Linked DNA regions of Siniperca chuatsi: region 2 is linked to region 1. The links are chromatin contacts, called in public Hi-C maps. All regions are on one chromosome and are shown on one strand. The core of a region is the stretch at or near the end of the contact, and the rest is flanking DNA. Distances in the headings are between cores, read along the strand shown. Region 1 holds the start of aff4 (AF4/FMR2 family member 4). Region 2 overlaps shroom1 (protein Shroom1).

The links. A called contact is a pair of places that touch in the nucleus more often than the background predicts.
Region 2: a Hi-C map of liver shows a contact between it and region 1, with 2.7 times the contacts expected there. The contact joins the enhancer-like site here to the promoter of aff4 in region 1. A contact is called at or near these places in 2 of 3 Hi-C or Micro-C datasets (liver and skeletal muscle).

What each region holds. Positions count from the first base shown.
Region 1 is chrLG14:18,486,642-18,493,549 of ASM2008510v1, forward strand. It overlaps aff4 (AF4/FMR2 family member 4), which reads left to right and starts at 2,767. Exons shown (of 22, transcript XM_044223586.1): 1 at 2,767-3,135. It overlaps zcchc10 (zinc finger CCHC domain-containing protein 10), which reads left to right. Exons shown (of 4, transcript XM_044223592.1): 4 at 732-1,647. The coding sequence ends at 975.
Region 2 is chrLG14:18,549,060-18,555,967 of ASM2008510v1, forward strand. shroom1 (protein Shroom1) reads left to right here. Exons shown (of 10, transcript XM_044223582.1): 6 at 1-300; 7 at 543-1,136; 8 at 1,911-1,965; 9 at 2,645-2,917; 10 at 4,824-6,908. The coding sequence ends at 5,078. Among protein-coding and RNA genes, the nearest start is that of LOC122888701, 11 kb to the right of the region's middle. Within about 2 kb of position 2,497, the one cell type or tissue checked has an H3K27ac peak away from gene starts, as active enhancers do. A contact at or near this core is called in liver, where this site is marked.

The DNA.
Region 1 (6,908 bases), core at 1,517-4,016:
ATTACTTGTACTTATACCTGCACTGTATATCTTTTTGTTCATACTGTATATATCTAAGCGTATTCATATCTACCCCTTACTGTTTATTCTACACATATGCACATTACTCTGTACTTTGCTGCGTTTGCACTTCTGGTTAGATGCCAAACTGTATTTGGTTGTCTCAGTGCCTGTACTCTGTGCAATGACAGTACAGTTACATCTAAAAAAATCGAATCTGAACCTAATCAAGAGATGTCAGAGGCTGGTGACTGTGAGGAAGTGATGGGTGAGATATCACATCAATGACTGTCGCTCTGTCCTCATAAAAGACACTGATGAAGCCCTGAGGAGCAGAGTAATCTGATTGCTCTTCCTTTGGCGGGACTACACTGGTCTATACAACATCCAAAGAAAAGATAATACCTGTGCAAGTAATGTTCCCAGTTTGCCCCAATATTCTCAGTTTAAGTAAAACAACCAAACAAAAACCTTGCAGACTGGCACTGCAATCGTAGATGTCATTTCACTTTCAAAGTAGGTAAACAGTGCATGTCAGTGTTACTGAAGAACAGTGAACCAGGTAAAAAGCAGTTCAAACTCACAGCTCATTTTGTTTCTTCTCATCTCCTCCGCAAAGTGGCCAATAGCCAGACTGTAACAGGTACAGCGTGTGAGGCCTTGATAACAATACACGCTGTTCTGTTTTCTGTATTCATGTTTTTCCTTTGTACTCTGCCACTTGCTCTCAGGGCTAAAGACTCCAGCGACAGCAGCAGTGATTCAGGCGGCTCCTCAAGTGACTCATCGTCAGACAGCAGCGACTCCTCCAGCTCCTCTTCAGATGACAGCGACAGCAGCAGTGACAGCGACGATGACAGCTCTTCCTCATCTTCCTCTTCCTCCTCCTCCTCTTCGTCCTCGGATAGCTCAGACTCAGGAAGCAGCAGTGATTCAGATCAAGGACCTCCAAAGAAGAAGAAAAAGAAGAAATAAATAAATACGTTGGAATAAGTGGGTTTTATTGTTGTTGTTTATGTCCCTAAGTAAATTTTAGCTGTTCGCAGTTGTTTTCCTCTATCACATTGTAGTTTGTTGGATCTGAATGGATAGGACAACTTTAGGGCTGTAAATCTTAGTTGCATACTGCTCCTCCACTAAAGAAATGGAGATTAGAAAGAAGAAATTATTTTGGGTTGGCCATTGTGTCATGTTCTGTTTTCAAAACATTTCCCCTGTTACTTCTATTAATGTGATATTTTCTCAAGTTTGTAGGTCTACTGAGGATATCAGTTTTAAATATCTGAGGAACCTAATGTGCATATTCATGTTGAATTTGTGGTTTTGTACTAAAGTATATTTTTAGTCAAACATGTACAGCTCACAACCTTAATAAAGCAATGCCATATCTAGTATAGAAAAGACATTGATATGAAACATTTTAAAGGATACTGAATAAAAGTTCTGTTTCTTAAATTTTGAATTAGTTTAAACTTAGATGGTCTTGTTGCTATGAAATTGCAGTTGCTTGTTTCACTGTAAAAAAAAAAAACTTTGTTTTTAAGGCTCTTGCATATTTGCTATTGTACAAGGTTTTATTTTGCTAATGAGAGACATTATAATGACTTTACAAATATGAATTTGAGAATAAAATGGTAATAAATTGTCTTTTTGTTAACTAATTTACAAATGGGATATTTTCAAAAAAACAGCATCTCTGTGCCAGTCAATGTTGGTAGATGTGCTGTTGCCTGCTAGGATAATATACATTTAAAGTGTTAAATGTTTTGTTTTTTGCAATCATAAGTTTTGTATGTTGCTTCTTGAACCACCAGACCCTAGATGATCATGACAAATTTGGGTGTGGCAGACCACAAAACTGCCCATAATGCCACAGCCTAGTCATCAAAGTATGTGTTGCATGTGTGCAGCTTGAGTATCTTGAAGTCCAAAGATTTGTTTGTGTGTGTCAGTGGCTAGAATTGCAGAAATCTATATTTCCGAATGTTCTTGATGAACACTACTAATCTTTTGGGGGGATAGTTTATTGATTTTTGTCAGAGCAATTCTTATTTGCTTGCTTTCCTTGAAGAAATTAGCTCTAAAGTATCCAGTATAAACTAATTAATCAGTCATATGTCAAGATCTCAAAAGGTTTGTTATAACCTTTTTAACCAATTGTGTCAAGTGTGCCTGAAAGCCATTAATGAGCAGGTCTGTTGGTGCTTATAAGCACTTACAGAATTTCTGAGTGAACATTAAAGTACCCAAAAGGTCTGAAGTTGATGGCAGAAAAGAAGCACAACAAAGTTACCATCAATGGATGGGAGAAAAATACATTATCTTGTGTGTAACTGAATTTACAGTAAATTTTAATTTATACATTAGCCAAAAGACGCGTGACAACTGAATTTAGAAGTCCAGTTGTATATTTAAATTGGATATCAATCAACAGCAGGTAACAATGAAACGCTTTGCATGCCATCCGTCCTGAACGTCTGAGTCTGAGCAGCCCGTGCGTCACAGCATTGTTGCATTCATAACATGTGGGAATTAACAAAATCATTAATAAATGGCCGCGCTGTTACTGGTTTACTGTATTTGACTCAGTTTCCGTATCGGTAAGCTGACAATATGTCCGCTGTCAAAATAACAGTTTCTCTCAAGTTGTGTATACCATCTGAAAGCTAGACAGTGGTATTTTCAAATGGTCCATCGTCAATATTGATCCAAAAAGCATCTACTTTGCCTGTCGCGTTTACAAAAGAATAACTTCCCTATCATGTTTACTTGGTTAGGTGGTTGGTTTAAGATATTTCCGACAGCAACTGAAGGCAGCACCGCTTGCTGCCATCCATGCATCCAGTCCTGTCTGTGGTACCTGCTGGCTACTTAACTTAGCTAGCAGACTTACCTATCAGTCACTTCTGTTCAGGAATAACAGAATGAACGAGAGACAAAATGATTTTATTTTGTTTTCCGCTCGATGTACAGTTGCGATTTAAAAAAAAGATGGAGACCATTCATTTGGTTTTAGTACTTTAGCTGTTAAGCGTTTTGCTGAGTCCATTTTGCGTGTAACTGGAAGTGGAAAAGACAAAGAGAAAAGAGCTTTCCAATACCTAGAATGGTTTGGGCCTAAAAAGAAGACAAGAGGTAAGGATGCTGAATATCACAAAAAACGTTATTTGATGATTAACTGTACTTGTTTGTTATCTGACATTTGGAGTGAATGTTAATTTAAAATTCCTCAGAAAATTTCAATGGTTTCATAGCTAGGTAGCCTAGCCTCAAGCCGCTACTAGCAGATTTGGCTAGCTAACATTATGCTAAAGCAAAGATGCAGGTAGGTCCTGTAGGTAGCGCGTTAGCCTCTTGCTAAATGGGTAGACCTTGTAGCTACTTTTGGGTTCTGATGACTGCAAACATTAATTGTTGAAATGATGATAACGCTAAATGTTACTTTTATTCGTTCGGTGGCTTTCCGTTCTCCGAAAAGTAAGACAAACATCGTAGTGATAGGGATCATGTTTTGGTTCGTGTGGTGTTAGCTTACAGGTCATGACGTCTAATGTTTGTGTTTTCTCTCATGGTTGACATAACTTACACGCCTTAGTTTGCTAACTACTACTAATTTATGTTATCGACAAGGAGATAATTATTTGATATTCACCTTAAGTACAAATGATGAACAGAAGCCGCTCACAGTTTATTTTGCATGCAAATAAATATTACCCAATTCAGATCCGTGAATTATAGATGATCTCTTAAAGATGGATAATTTAAATACGAGCAACAATTATTTTACTTGCTTGCAGTTTCTCTACCGTGAAGAGCACACTTTAACTAATCCTAGGCCCAAAACAGTCGTCAGGGTTTCCTCACAGTGACTAACAAAAACTTTTGGTTTGTTGTCCTGTAGCCTCCGCACATCGTATCCTGTATTTATTATATCACATTACCCTTGGCCAATCCTAGTTGTTTTAAGTCAAAATCATAATGACTCTAAATTACTATTGCGTAGAAAGACAACAGGATAGCCTATTTGTCTAGCAAAAGGACAGCTGATATGCTTTTCTAGGAAGCCATTTTACGTGCCACAGTTGGGGGAAGGGCCAATACATCATAAGTCCAGAGGAACTCTCAACAGTTAGGACCATCACTGGTTACATGTGTATATATCTAGCAGTATTATACCATTGGCACATGGAGACAAGGATAGAGCAATCAACTTGTTTATCTTGTTTGGCACACAATGGTGGGGGAGGCCTAAGGTCATGAACTCATTTATGGCATGCAGCTGTGAACTGGCACAACATCCACAGTCAAGTGGTAGATGGAGGTTTAGGCTGTTTGAGTTGTCTTTGCAGTTGTTTATGAAGTATACTGTGCGTTGAAGTGTTAGTCCAAGAGTGTTTTATTTTCATGTGGACATAGAGGAGTGATGTTTAATTAAGACGGAGAAAACATCTTCCTACTCTTTTAGACTAACCGCAGTATTTACCAGATTAAGGCATTACGCTGTAAAAGAAATTGCCAAGTAAATATAATTTTCTGAATACACTAATGGATATAAGCTCAGTCTCAGCAAGCACAATGGCTGTAAAACATGTTGTTTTCCAAGTTGCATTTTTTTAAGGCACATGTAAACAGCTTAACTGAACTATAGTATGACACTTAGTTGGATTATTTATTTATTTATTTATTTTTTACAACTTTTTGTGACACGGAAGGCGATCAAACTGTTTGATAGACAAGATTTAAATCTACTCTCATGTATAGCAGAAAAAAAAAAAAAGCACCGTAAAGCATAATGCTTTCACCAAACCAGCATGAAGGGTGTGCCATGATAGCAATATGTCAGAAACTTTAATTGAAATACTGAAGGGAAACTGATGTTGATGTGCAACAGCTGTTTCAGTGATTAATCAGGCCATGATTAAAAATCTATATCACAGTAACATTTAATAACATTTACCTTGATATTAAATAATAAAAGTTTCAAATACAACATGGTATTTAAAACTGTTAAAGCAATAGCTCATCATGTTGCACAATGCCTTGTTTTTTGTTTGTTTTCTAAAATGAAGATGTTGTACGGCGAAACGAGCCAAAGTAAAGTAACCTAATTGAAATACTGTTTTATTGTTCATAATAAAAGTCCATATTCAAACTAAGGCAGTCCATGTAAACGTGGTCAGTACATTATGGCATATAAAGGTCTGTTCTGTCTTCTTGTGCTCCCTGTGGCGCAGCTCACTGAAATCCTCTTCACTTCCTGTTTAGGTTTTGCTCTGTGGTTTTGGTATTAACTGTTTCCTCTGTGGCCATGCGCGGGGCACATGCACACTTTCTGTTGAGATGTTATGGTGACTTGTTTGTCCATTCCAGACAGAGGAGTGGGTGCATGTTTTCTTTGGCCTTCACACATCTATTGTACATTGCAGTAATAGTACGGTGTGGTTTTGCAGGCTGGATATTTGGAAAATGAGCAATACCTAGTTTCAGGCTGTTCAACAACAACAAATAATTTTACAAGATTGTAGAGCTGCACTCTCAGAACTGAGCAGGCCTTGTCTGAATAAACCAAATGCTTTTCAATACTCCTCTGTATCCTGTTTTATCACGTTCATCTTCATCTCCCTTTGATGACTGAAGTGAAGTCAAAAAAGAATCATAGCATAAGGTTGTTTATTGTACAGATGCTACTGCATTTTATCAGTTATACTCTTTTCTTTAACCCTACCCAAAGTAAGAGCTAATTGTGTCGTCAGCTAAGGCCTGCAAGTTTATAATCAAATCTTATTTCCTTCACAAAGAGAAGCTTGTCGAAAGTAAGTTGTATGAAGGTTCTTCCAGAGTCTGCCAGTTTAATTAGCCCAAATCTAATCAGACATCAGCAGCTCTTTTTTTATCCCTCAGTACTGTTGCTCACACAGCAGAAAAATATGCTACTCACTGTGTCCTGACCTCATGCATCTGTTCTTCAGCTTTTGTTCTCTAGGATGTGAGTTAAGCTCTCATGTGGGTATATAGTCCGGTGGAGGTGAAGCTCATTAAGGCCATTTCATTTTACAGATCTGGCATACATCCATGCTGTGAGATACTGCTCTATAATACTGGTCTGGAAATTATAACATCAGTCATGGTCTATTTCAGCAGTAATACTTTTGATGAAGAGCAATGAAATTCATTGGCATAACATTTTTCAGAGCAGGGTGAGTGCTTTGCATGCTTCAGGCAATAACAAATGGATCAGTAACATAAACAGTAAAAATCCAGGATAGTGAGATGGACCCAGAAGAGTAAAATGAGAAGTAAAGTCTTGTAAGTAAGTCTTGATACATAGATAAAACTTTTGTAATTCAAAAGAAACTAATATTGCTAACTTCAGCTTCTTATGCGGTGCATGAACAGGAACATGCATGGCAAAGATCCCGATTTATGAATCATACAATTTTTTATTTTTCATTAACTGGTTCACATTTGGCCACAGCATGTATCAAAGTGCCTGCTCTGAGGAGTGCGAATGTTTATTTAGAGGTTCAGAGTAGTAAGCTGTAATAGGTTAACATGTTTCTATTTCTAGGCAGGCCGATATTCCAGTGTCAGATTTACCCCATGCTGCTCTCTGAGTAATAAGATTGTGACTGATATGGAAAACTATTACAGAATACAGGAATTCCTATGACTACTCAATAGGGTTGGGGTCATTTTTGACTTTTCTTGTTATCTCATGCGATAAATACAAATTACTGCATGTTGGTGCTGTAAAAGTTGCTTGATGCCTCCAGTTTTAATTGCTTAGGTGCATGTTTCAGCTGGGTTATAGTAGTTTTTAGAATGTAAAATTACCCTGACTAAGGAACTGTTAATTTTTGGGAGGGTAATAGACTATTAAGTCGAGTGGTTAATGTAGGAAAGCATTC
Region 2 (6,908 bases), core at 1,247-3,746, 62 kb after region 1:
AAAGTCTTTGTTGAAGCAGAACTCAGAACCAGGGGAGGATGCCATAGTAGGAACAAGGAACTCAAGTAGATCCACCTCCCCGGCCTCCTGCTCCTCTTCCCGGGCCAGGGTTCTCTCTGGACCTTCTGGATCTCACGGCCCTGTCACACATGATGATTTCAGGTCCAGTAGACCGCCCAGTGAGACATCATCTAACCCACCTTCCCCCAGAGGTCTAGAGACCAGTGAGAGGGAGATCAAATCCACCTCGTCCACCCCCACCCAGACAAAGCTTCCTTTTGAAAACAGGCCTAGCTCCAGGTAAGATTAGACTCCATACCAATGCAGCATTTGTTTCCTCTGTGAAATAATTTGATTAATTGAACATGTCACACCTCTTTCTTCCACAACTTCCTGACCTTCATATATACACATATAGGGTGGATATCATCCTTCAGCTACCTAGCTAGGCTAAAACAAACCCTTAAAAGGTGTTTGTGATTCTGCAAATGCGATTTTGGCGAGCTGTGATTCTTAACCATAATTTGTTTAACTTCCATTAGAGTTAGGACTTCTCCTTCTCTGACTGGATCAGAGAGAGAGCAGTCGGTGGATGAACCAAGCAATGACGCCCTGCCACCTGATTCAAACCATGAAGTGTCTCTGAGCTGCGGCGTCACTACAGATCCGTCGCTGTGGATTATCCCTCCAGAAGAAGAGATCAAAGAGGAAGTCCAGACTTCACTGCTGACAGACAACGTTTTTGACGACGAGTCCAGCTCGGCCCCTCTGACGCAGACAAGTGAAACCTCTGTGTCTCCCTGCACCTCGGTCTATGACACAGACATCATTCAGCAGGTGGAAGAGGAGAAAACCCCAGAAACGGAAGATGAGAAATCGGGAGAAAACCAGGAGATGGAGGAGCGGGGAACACCAGAGGGAGAGACGGAGAGCCTGGCGAGGCCTGTGGAGAGACCTCAGTGGGAGGAGCTTGTAGAAGCAGTGGTCAAGGCCGACCAATCGCTGGCCAGAGTGCTCTACCCACTGGCCAATCGTAAGACGGCACTGATGCTGATGGAGCAGCTGCTGTCAGAGGACACGCTGCTGATGGAGGAGCACTACAAGAAGAAACAGGAGCAGAAAGGAGCTGCAGAAAGGTAAATGTTAATGTCCTGGAACATAACACTTAGAGGTTAAACCAAGCTCTGGTAGTCATAAATAAACACCAACTAGTTTCCACTAACCGAGAATGGAAATTTTACTGGCCTTTTGAGAGTATTTTACTGCATGAGTTAGAGAAGACAACACACTCCTGAGAAGACTTATTCTGAAATGATGAATATGACAAAAATTTGTGAAAAATAATGATAATTAGACTTGTTTTCTAAATTTCCCAAATCCTTGACTTTCCATCCTTTCAGGTGGCTACATAACCCTTTATCTTGTATATACACAGCTGTGTAGATGGAAAGAATAATCCATCTCACTCACAAGTTAATTAGTTCCTAGTTTAATGTTTCTCTCTGAAACTTGATACCGGTTCAATGGCCAAAGAACTGAGCTCCACCGGTGCTGTGTTACCTTTTGTTGCATCACATGCACAGACACACCTGGCTATCTGCTCACTGCTGTGCATGCACTCAGATTTCTGCTGGTGTTAGCACACTTCAGATACATAGAGAGAATGTGCAGTTGCATTTCAGTGTTTTGAAATAGGTAAATAACAGTGGGGCCTTGCTCAGAGTATAGGCAATGTGAAAACACTATAGGTGGCACAGCTGCAACTGGAATTCAATTTCAGCATTTCTATGCTGAATTGTGATGACAGGAATCATCAAGGAAGCTAGCTTGATTTAACCACATGTTTCTTTTTCTAGTGCTGAAACGGTCGAAGGGGCTGAACCATCTCCTTGTCTTTCTGCTCCTGACAGCCTTAAACCTCAGAGTACAGACCTGCAGAGCAAAGCTGACGTAACTAAGAAGAAGGTAATTATTCATTTATGCAAAATAGTGGATGGTTTTTGTCCAAAGTACCTCACAGCAAGTAATGTGAATATTTTAATCATTTTAGACGTGGAAGTGATCGTTCACAGTCAAAACAGAAATAAACCGTTGCCACACCAAAACAAAATGAGACCAATGTGTAACCAAAAATTTACAACTTTACTGAGAACAAGACAATATATGATGTCTAAAATCGTCACAGCTTTGTTGCATGTACATTAAAGATGACACGAAACCAGACAGGACAGCAGAACAAACATGACTTTTGAACGGTGGTCTTGTTCTGTTTTTCTTTTTAGATCAGAAACTCTGTAGTGATTTCATATTGATACCATCTCACTGCTATTTGGCCTCAAGTGGACTCATTTCAGACTGAGATAGTTCTGTCTCTCTTATCACATGATGTACTGTCTACCTCTTATCAGTGTCTCCTGCTTGCCTAATGTTTGGCTTAGCGCATAGCCTTCCCCTCTTCCTGACTGCCTTCCACATTCACTCTTATAACAATATACCTTTATCCATGATCCTATGATAGCAAATGTGAAATGAATATATTGATTGGTTGGCAATCTATAATTTGGCCCCGTTTCACCATGTGTATCTGTCCTGTAACATCATTGCCTAACATCTCACACATTACCTTCTCTGCTTGAATTAACAGTGTCTGTTAGTGTCTTATATCGAGGCGCGTCTGCGTTCTCTGGAAGACACGCGTGGAGCCCTCCAGACAGAGATTCAGGAGAACGTTGCCCACGGGAAGGCCCTGGAGGTACTGGTCCGTGAGCAATGTCTGCCCGTGGAGCTGGAGAGGTACAACCTGTTCATAGGAGACCTGGAGAGGGTGGTCAACCTGCTGCTGTGCCTCTCTGCTCGGCTGGCCAGGGTACAGAACGCCCTGAGCACCGTGGACGAACACACAGATGCTGAGGAGAAGGTGAGGAACCAAAACATTTGTTTTTGTTTCAGCCCCTTTCTTTGGAGATCAATAGGTTCATAAATGTAAGTTTTGAGGTTCTGTCACAAGAGCATTTTCTTCTTTATTAATTTCTGTATGCTATGAAAACCATCATGCAAAAACTTGAAAGTTGCCCTGGATGAGTAATATATATGAATAAGAATATATTGCTTTTTGTTTTTGTTTGTCAAAGTTGCATAATTGTCTGATGGTAATACACTTGCCTGCGGGGACTGTTTTGAAAACTTTCCTTGTTGGTGCGTTCAATTACCCTCCGAAACCTTTTTTTAATGCAAGAAATAACCACACTCACATAATCCTTTCATGCATTTTTGCTTTTTGTTTGTCTTTGTCTTATGTGTGTTGTGTTTATAGCAGCCAGTTCTCAAATAGATTGTAATTATTCACATCTCACATCACGTCAACTAATTAAAATCATGGAGCCAAAACATCAAACTATGAATCAAAATTGTATAAATCTAATCTAAATGCATCCATGCTGCCCTTTGTTTCTGTGCCTCTTTCTCAGTAGAGAGCACTAATATTGTGAATGAATCTAAGGCATATTCAGTCAGATAAGATGTGATAAAAATCTACTGATGTACTGATCCCTTTTATGCTCCTGTCTTTTCCCCCTGGAGTTGTTTACACATACTAATACATGCGGGTAAAAGCGAGTGCTCTGGGGGTAATATTATCTCATGTCGCCTTGCGGATCTCATGATTTACTGCAGCGCATTTAGAGCTTCTGGCGAAAAGATGACCATGAGTGTTAGAAGTGTGTGGCTGCTCCCATGCCCTCAGCAATACTCTTGTTCTGCTTACTTTAGAACAGCAAACATGTCACTTGTGAAAAGTTGAAGGGCGACTTTAATGGGGTCAAGGTTTCTCACTGTGTGGAATTCAAAAAATGTTGTTGGGTTTATCTGTGTTTGATTGCCAATTTTTAGCTTATTTGTGTTTGAGCCAAATGGTTTATCAGACATTTGAAGATTATTTTTGATATACTGCAGTTTGACTGGACTTTTTGGTTTGATAGACTGAGAAATAATTACTTGAATTTCATCATGCTGCATCTGAGGTAGCTACATTTAGGTCTTTATTTCAAATATATACGATTTACTTCATTCTGAATTACAGTCAAGGACTTGGTCTCAAATATTATCATGAGTGGTGTTACCAGATCTGACTTCAGCTCTGTGCTTTGCTTTGTTTTCCCTCTGAATATCCTGTTTCATCATGCTGCCCAGTATTTACAGCATCAATTTATGTTTGCATGGACGCATAAGAATTCTAGATTTATCCCTGAAAGGGCTCCTTGTTAGTCTGTACATCTGCAAAAGCCCAGCTGAACGTGGTGCATACTGAGGACTTGTTAGAGGCTCATTTGTTTTCTTGCTGTTATCAGCAACACTGGTATTTACACTGACTCACCGAAACTCTAGCCCGGTTTCGGTGACATTTGTACCTACCCTGCCCTCTGTTGACATAAGGAAACACTGCACCTCCTGTCCTCTGGCTGTTTGAAACATGGTCACACAACTTTCACAGCTCTCTATTACATCGAACGAGATATTACCTTTTAATTAAACCAACAAATATATCCCAAAATATTACGTGGTTAGAAAATCAAGCTTTTTGACGTGATTAATTTTCTGATTTTCAATCAGCAAGTCCTCTCAAATTCTGTGTTTGTATGAGTGTGCTTACAGCAGGATATTTACTTATGCATTTCATATTATGAGCATGGGTCTAATGCTCTGCAAGGCATGAATTCAACACCAGAATAAAGTTAAAATTTCAGACCTAACAAATATTTCTTAGTCCCCAGCAATCCCATGTAAGATAGAAAGGAAATGTAACCTGTCTCTGTCTCTGCACTCAGCAATCTCTGGACAGTCGCCACCGTCTGCTGTGCAAACAGAGGGAGGACGCCAAAGATCTGAAGGATAACCTGGACCGGAGAGAGAAGCTGGTCTCCACCTTCCTGACGCGTCAGCTGTCCGCCGAGCAGCTGCAGGACTACCGCCGCTTCGTCCAGACCAAGGCCTCGCTGCTCATCCGGCAGAAGGACCTGGAGGAGAAGCAGAGGCTGGGAGAGGAGCAGCTGGAGGCCCTGTCCAACAGCCTGAATCTGTGAAGGGAGGAGCAACGAAAGCACTGATTTCTTCTTTCTTGACTTGCCTTGAAGGAGGGATGGCTTGTTAAAAAAAACAAAAGAAGAAGAAGAAGACATGTAGAGAGTTTTGGCTGTACTTTTTCTGGCTCAGTTTGCCACATAGACACATAAGGCATGGATTATAAGTGGTCCAGCTGGTATCTCCAACCCTTTGCACCCTTTCATGACTTTCTTTTGTCTTTTAAAAAGAGTTTGGCTACTGGGGAGAACCCATCATGCCATCTGCTCTCCTCTCATAACTATAGGCCATACATGAGATGATCAATAAAGACTGTTGAGACTGAAGCTCCTTGCCGTTTTGTCATCTACTGAGGGTGTCCAGAATGCTCACCCAATCTCCGCCCATTGTCATTCTCAGTCTACAAAATCTGCAATGTGCATTTGAAGGCTTTTCCCAATATGTTGTACATGTGGCCGTTGAGGACTGAACTGTTTTTCTGTGTGCCTTGCTATTGGTGTTGCTGTGGTTTTCCATTAGAGCTGTTGGGTGGAAACCTTGCGTCCCCTGTTAGCAATTCAGCAACTGTCCTTCACTTATTATTAAGATTGTAGTGCTACAGCCCCGTATCTGCACCTGTGGAAACCTATTATAAGCTTTAAGATTGTATTTTGACCAGTGAAAGAGAGTAGCCTGAGAGGGGGCGGTGTACTGTATCATGTCAGTAAAATGTACAATAGATATAGTAGATTTAATCTTTTTTTATGTTCTTATTTTTAAATGTATTTCAAATTAAGGCACTTAAAACCAAAAGGGTGAATGAAAAAAGCACTTTGTAATGATACATAAATGCACATTTCTTCAGATCAGATTTGTTTTCAAAATAATCTCAAGTGAAAGCCTTACTCCATCCATTTAAACAATATTTTACTACTTTTGTCATTAATATTAAATAGGAATGTTGAAATAATGTTTTTCAAAAGGTACATGAGCACACCCAGAAACATTAAGGATTGTGTACAAATACTTTTCCAGCTAATTTCATACTTAACGTTATTAAGTCTTGATGATTTCATGCTGGAACGGTTCCTCATACGGAGGTGCTAAACCTCTTTAAAGCAGATTATTAGTAAGCAACAATTATATCACTGAGTATTTTCTCCCAATGTCCCTTTGTCCCTTACTTGAAATACTTTTTTTAAAAGAGGAAAGTCCACAATCTTCACTTCAGGTATCTTAAACTAATTTTCTATTCTCTACCTCCACAGCGTAGCCCCTTTTAGACACTTGTAGCCTTTAAGTTTATTTAAACTTGCACAGCTTTAGTTTAAAAGCTCTTCTTGATAGCCCTGAATTAAAACACACTCTTGAATCACATGACTTTCCCCCTATTTTTTAAAGAATCTCACATTTTAAAAACTACATCTGTGATTCTACATTAATATTTGTCATTAGTTTTTATAGTTGTATTAATTTCTTTTTAGTGAATCTTTAACCAGACACATCGGAGAGCTGTTGCTCTACGTCAGAATATGTGCAGCGTGTGTGTGTATGCTTGAAATCTTGAATGTCTTAATTTTGTGCGTGTAGAGATTAGTTGTTGAGCAGAAAGACAGAACTCCTCTCGGTGTTTGCCGTGCACGTTTTCAACAAAACTCCTATGAAGTCATAAAGTGATCAAAATGTTATCATCCCTCAGGAAATTATACCTGTTGGCTGTACTGAAAAAACGGATCCAGTGTCTGGGTCGACTGTTGTGTATATGATTTTTATGTAATATTGACCACAAAGAGGCAGAGCATCATCGAACAGCCTCCACACACATAAATAAATGCATTCACTAACTCAAAATG